Linked DNA regions of Mus musculus: region 2 is linked to region 1. The links are chromatin contacts, called in public Hi-C maps. All regions are on one chromosome and are shown on one strand. Each heading gives the region's core, a stretch centred on a gene start, on an enhancer-like site or on the middle of the called end of the contact. The rest is flanking DNA. Distances are from core to core; before and after follow the strand shown. Region 1 holds the start of Sh3rf3 (SH3 domain containing ring finger 3). Region 2 overlaps Sh3rf3 (SH3 domain containing ring finger 3).

The links. A called contact is a pair of places that touch in the nucleus more often than the background predicts.
Region 2: a contact with region 1 is called in a Hi-C map of cortical neurons, with 2.0 times the contacts expected there. The contact joins the enhancer-like site here to the promoter of Sh3rf3 in region 1. A contact is called at or near these places in 1 of 39 promoter capture datasets (3T3-L1-derived adipocytes), 1 of 15 datasets of contacts at CTCF or cohesin (the NIH/3T3 cell line), 2 of 484 Hi-C or Micro-C datasets (both in cortical neurons), 1 of 115 datasets of contacts at active chromatin or transcription factors (embryonic stem cells) and 3 of 9 other capture datasets (adipose tissue, liver and pancreatic islet).

The regions. Positions count from the first base shown.
Region 1 is chr10:58,811,983-58,814,748 of GRCm38.p6, forward strand. It overlaps Sh3rf3 (SH3 domain containing ring finger 3), which reads left to right and starts at 1,377. Exons shown (of 10, transcript NM_172788.3): 1 at 1,377-2,144. The coding sequence starts at 1,593.
Region 2 is chr10:58,854,219-58,857,071 of GRCm38.p6, forward strand. All of the region lies in intron 1 of Sh3rf3 (SH3 domain containing ring finger 3), which reads left to right. Among named protein-coding and RNA genes, the nearest start is that of Sh3rf3, 42 kb to the left of the region's middle. Within about 2 kb of position 1,388, at least 29 of the 459 cell types and tissues checked have an H3K27ac peak or open chromatin away from gene starts, as enhancers often do. A contact at or near this core is called in cortical neurons, where this site is marked.

The DNA.
Region 1 (2,766 bases), core at 127-2,626:
GCTTCATAATAATGAGAATCAATTTCCTTACCCGTGTAATGAAGTTAAAGCAATTATTTCACAGGGTTGTTTAAGAGCATTAAAACAATGCAGATATTATGTTGGCATTTAAGTATCAGCAAAATTTTTTTCTCCCTAAAAACGAAGAAAAGTGACATTCAGCTTCACAAACAACAGGGCAGCCCAACCGGCAGGAGGGGCATCCACACCACTTTGGATGCTTGCCCTGGCATCTCCCAGCTGTGCATCATCCAGCTTTCTGGACCTTTGCCTGTGCGGGGCTCGAGAGCGTTGGGAACACGAGGGGCCCACCAGGGGGCAGCACACGGTAAGAAATCTTGTACACCGACCGCAGCCCACCGCCAAACTTCCCTGCTGCTCCAGGTCCTCGTACGTACTTCCGTCGCTCTGACGCTCCCAGAACCCCGGGCATCGGGAAGGAGCGCACATTCCCCCTCTTTTGAGCCTCCCGAGGAATATTTGGAGCTGGGTTCATCAGAGCTCACCAGAGCGGGCGCTGGAGTCTTTCACCGCGCCGCCAGGGGCGCGGCGCTCGGCCAGGGTGTGCTGGCGCGTGGGCGGCGGCGTCAGTCACACATCAGTGATTCTGGAGAGGGCAGCCGGCTTCCCGAAGGAGTAGTCGCGGCCCCGGCAGCCCCCGACCCGGCCATCTCCAGCGACTTCCCTTCTCGCCTCAAGGGACACCCCCGCACCTATACCCACAGCTGTCACTTGGGCATGCTGGCAGGAGAGGGGACACAAGCAAGAGTGCTCCCTGGAGTCGTCCAGAAGGATGCCTGGGTGTCTGATGCGTCCTCCGGCTGCTCTCCAGCGCTGGCTAAGAAAGCAGTCGGGATGATGCTCCCAAACTTTCCTTCGCGGAGGCGTTGAGAAGAAACGTCCCTTCCTGAAGCTCGCGGAGAATCCAGAGTCTGGCGTCCAGAGGGGACAGGGCCAAGCCTGCGCAGGGGAAGTTCTCCGGAGCCCCGGAGGTGGCCTAAAGGGAGAAGCTCCAAGGCAGGAGAGGTGTCCGTTTCCCAACACCCCCGCAGTGACTGTGACCTCTGCGCGTCCCCCGCACATGGTCCCGCGACCCAGGGACGAGATCCGGCTGAGCTAGTTGAGCAAGGCGGCGGTGCTCTGGCAGCCCGAGGGCGCATGGAGGCGCCGAGGGGGGCGGTGCGGCTCGCCTGCGGCGCGGGGGAGCGTGCACGCCGCGCCCCGGTCTCCCTGGGGACCTGGCCGGCCTCTCCCTGCACTCCCCGCTGCTGGGCTCCCGGGCGCGGGCGGCGCGGCAGCACAGGTGTTGCCCGCAGCGGCGGTGCGCGCGCGTAGGCTGATTGGGCTCGGCTGGCTGGAGTTGCCTCGGGGCTCCGGAACTCCGGTGCCTGCCTCGCGGGCAGGCTCGGCGTGTCACTTTGCAAATCGTGGAGGCTAGTGCCTCGGGCTGTCAGCACGCGCCGCGCGGGGACCGAACCCTGTTTATTGACGGCGACTGCCCGGGCTAGGCGCAAATGCCCGCTCTCCTCGGCGGGCCGGGCTCTGGCTGCTAGACTTAGGCGGCTCGCTGGGCCCGCGCTGGCGCCTCCCCCATGCTGCTTGGGGCGTCCTGGCTGTGCGCGTCCAAGGCGGCGGCCACCGCAGCTCGGGGCGAGGGCGAGGACAGGCAGGGTGAGCAGCAGAGGGGGGCCCAGGCGAGGACTGAAGAGGATATGGACGAATCATCGCTGCTGGATTTGCTGGAATGCTCTGTGTGCCTGGAGCGCCTGGACACTACGGCCAAGGTGTTGCCATGCCAGCACACCTTCTGCCGACGCTGTCTGGAGAGCATCGTGTGCTCGCGCCACGAACTACGTTGTCCCGAGTGCCGCATCCTGGTGGGCTGCGGTGTGGACGAGCTGCCCGCCAACATACTGCTAGTGCGCCTGCTGGATGGCATCCGCCAGAGGCCCCGCACGGGTGCCAGCCCGGGGAGCAGCCCTCCCGCGCGCCCGGGCCCCGGTACGTTCTCAGCGCTCGCTGGTGGCGCTGGAGGGGCGACAGGCAGTCCCCCGTGTTCTCCGGTCTTTCTCTCAGCGGCCGCAGGCAGCTCTACCTCCAGTTTGTGCGACGTGGCGACTAATAGGAGTGTGCCAGTGGCTAAGGTAAGAATGTATCCCAGTGACATGGCGCCACTGTGTGGGAATGTGTAAGCTTGTCCGCACGTGTATGTGCAAGTAGTTTGTGATTAGAAGTAGAGGGACTAGCCGTGGATCCCCGTGGCCCACTCGTTTGTTTTATTCTTCTTTAACAACTTCTCTGTTTCCCAGGGACTCTGCCTAGCTGTCAGTTCCTACTTTACCAGTTCTTGACTACATCCCATCACATACATTCCTCTGCCCCACATCCTTACTTCAAACTTCTTGTGGGCACCTTAAGTCGCTTTCCAAGCTCAGTCCTTACATCTTCTCCCCCAAACCTGTTCATATGTGAGGCAGAACCCATCCTCTCATTAGGTGGACATGCCATCTGTCCTGCCGTTCTCTACCACTTCCATTTTGACTAGGCTGGCCGGTCCTGTATGTCTGTCTGTTGATCCATACATCCATCCACTCATCTATCTTTAACTTTGATCACCCCTCCAATTCTCCAGAAACAACCATCTTTTGCCACACCTCCTCAGTCCTGCTCTTCCCTCTCAGACCACCAATTGGGGACTTATTGCTTAATGGTTCACTGGTTCTGATCGCTGACCGGGAGTTAGCAGTCTCTTGCTGCTTAGCCGTG
Region 2 (2,853 bases), core at 138-2,637, 42 kb after region 1:
ACGTGTGTGTGTGTGTGTGTGTGTGTGTATTTGGAATTCTTATAATTGCCCAATTTAACAACCCCTGTATCTGACTGAATTTGTGTAGTCTGAATAGATGGCTGTGGACTCTTAGGGGACCCTCTTGGAGGAGGCTGCTTCTTAAGGAGATACAGAGTTGGGGTTTGCTCTCTATTGCGTCTCACCGCTGTGGATGAAGGCTGTACCTAACCTAACTCTTTAGGGCCAACCTGTGTAGGAAGGCAGGTAGGGAGGCATCTCCTTGAGGCCTGGGGTCACAGGAAGCAAATGAGCTCGGAGAACAGTTATTTAGGACAGTCAATCTGTCCTAAATAAGCACTTCCCAGCTCCAGCTCCAGCCCCGCCCCCGCCCCGCCCCGCCCCCTGAACTGCCCTCCCTGAGCCCAGCAAGCATCTGCACTCATCCTTCTGGGAGACCCAGTCGCAGGGAACCTTTTGCTCTGGAGCCCAGTTTTCTTTTGGCCATCTCCTTGGTTTTATTATACGAGGTCCTGCTTTGTACACAGGACATGAACAGCGTGCACACACGTTACCCTGCAGAGCCATGCCGTGTCTGGGTTTGATTCATTGTTTAAATGAAAGATCAAGTCCAGGGAAGTGGCACACAGTCCCTATGATAGCGCCTGCAGAGACAAGCAGGGGGGTCCCTCCTCTCCATCCAGCAGGGTTTGCTTTGTTCCAAAAGGGCATAGTTGGTTACCCCACCCCACCCCCCAGACTGCCTGCCTAGCACTGAAATACAAGAAGTGCAAAGTACTGTATTGGCAGTCAGGTCTGCTACGTACGCCATGCCAGCAGGCCTTCTGAGAGGCCACTGCAGAAGTGAAGTATTACCTCAGGGTTATTTATGGACGGCCACATGTAGAATAAACCGGGGTCCCTCTCTCCCCACTGCTTTTCTAAGTGTGAGGTGAGTGTTTGCTTTTCTGGAGTGTCATTCAAAGAGCAGTGGCACTATGTCTGTCACCTTTTCCTTTGTTTAACAAAGAGACTGAAAATATTTTTTTTAAAGCGTTCTTTCCAGTCTGAAAAATAGCACCTAGCTCTGAGGGCGTGGAGAGAGCTCTATCTGCACCAGGGTCTCCTACTTCCCTGCAAGGAGAGTTTCACAGTGCCTCTCTGTGCGATGCTTATCTCCCTGGCTATCCTGGAGGGCTCCAGAGGCTTTGGAGTCTAGCCTGCTTGCATAGAGATGCTTGCTTCTGAGGCAGGCCACAGACCCTTCTCACTGACCTCAGTAACAGTTTTACGTTTCTCCTGGGGTGGAAAGTGTTGTTTACAGTGCCCTGAGATAAAGCAGTCTCCTGTTTCTTAAGATGGTGGCCTGAAGTCTGCCAAGTACACTCTAGAATGATTGGCTCCTTCTGATACTGTGCCAGTCTGCGGGTGGAGAGGAGAAGGTATGAGCTCAGATTCCTGACTGTGTGTGCTACCCTAACTACAGACAATGACCATCTCAAATGGTTATAGTTTTCCACCCCAAAAGTTTTACTTACCAAAATAAAAGGCTATATGCGATTCATATAGATACCCTCCTTTTTAAAATTTACCTTCTCCGTCTATTTGATGTGTCATTAACAATCAGAAACCAGATTTAAAGAATAGAAAAATAGCTTTTAGGTTTGCATTATGAGCTGTTACTGTCTGGGGCTGCCCGCAGCTTTGACTGCCTCCCAGATCGATTCTCACTTTGCAGCACTGCTCCAAGTCCCCAGACCTACGGCAGGTAGGATAGTGCACCCTCCCTACACTCAGCTGCATAGCGGGTCCTCTGAGAACTGGATGCACATTCTCACTGTGTAGGCAGATAGACTGCTGGACGTCCTTTCTACACTCTACACATCTGTTCAAACGGTATGATAGAGGAAATCAGGAGACTTGAAAGGCAAAGAAAACTCACAAGCGCCTTTGACCCCCCCGCCACCCCCCCTCTTTGCCGGCCCCCACTCCCTGCTTTGCTTTGAACTTTGCTGCGTGCAGGTGGGACGGTGCTCTGTGTATGAGTTCTAACAAAGACTGTTATGGAACTCATCTTTCCCTGAGACAATTAAGTTGACATCTTACTTTTATAGGTTGCTGCTGATGGCTTGTAATCTTCCAGAGCGTTGTATCTGTTTCCTGTGGTTTGTATCACACCCATATGAACAGATTGTTAATGCGGACAAGTAAATTGCCAAGCTCCCATTGAATCTAATTATATCCGGGAGACTTGGTGCTCCGAGCATTTCTTATTGTTTTATCATCACGATCTAGGTACATTTAAAACACCTGGAAATGGTTTTAAGAAACCATGATGGGTCCTGTGTAGTTCTTTCCTTTGTCTAGTCGAAGGGTCTGTATTATGGAGTCAGCTCACTCTAGTGTCCCAGAGATAGGCTATTCCCCAGTTAGGGCATGCTCAAGTCAGGAAATATTTTATTAAATATTTACACAGAGTACTAGGCTCTACCTAATGAGAACATGTAAAGGAGATTATGTTATTTTGATCACTGGAAGTGGACACAATTTCTGTAGTTGCTTCCTGGGGAGCAACCTGAAGACTTGTCCACTCTGCTCTCACTTAACAGATGAGGGAGGTCAAGGAGCAGGAGCCAGAGTTGGTTCATTTTGAACACAGAGTCCTTTAAGCCTCCCAAGTGTGTGCTGATCCCTTCTGACCTGTCTAACAGACTCTAGAGTCTCATTCTGGCTGCCTGTATATATACTTGGAGCCTGTCACTGCTGCTCAGGTTTAGGGATGCTTGGGCAATTATGGTCTCCTAGGAAACACTTGAGAGTCATTCTATTTGCCATCTGCCCCCCTCCTACCTTCTTTTAAGGAGGAATGTTCAA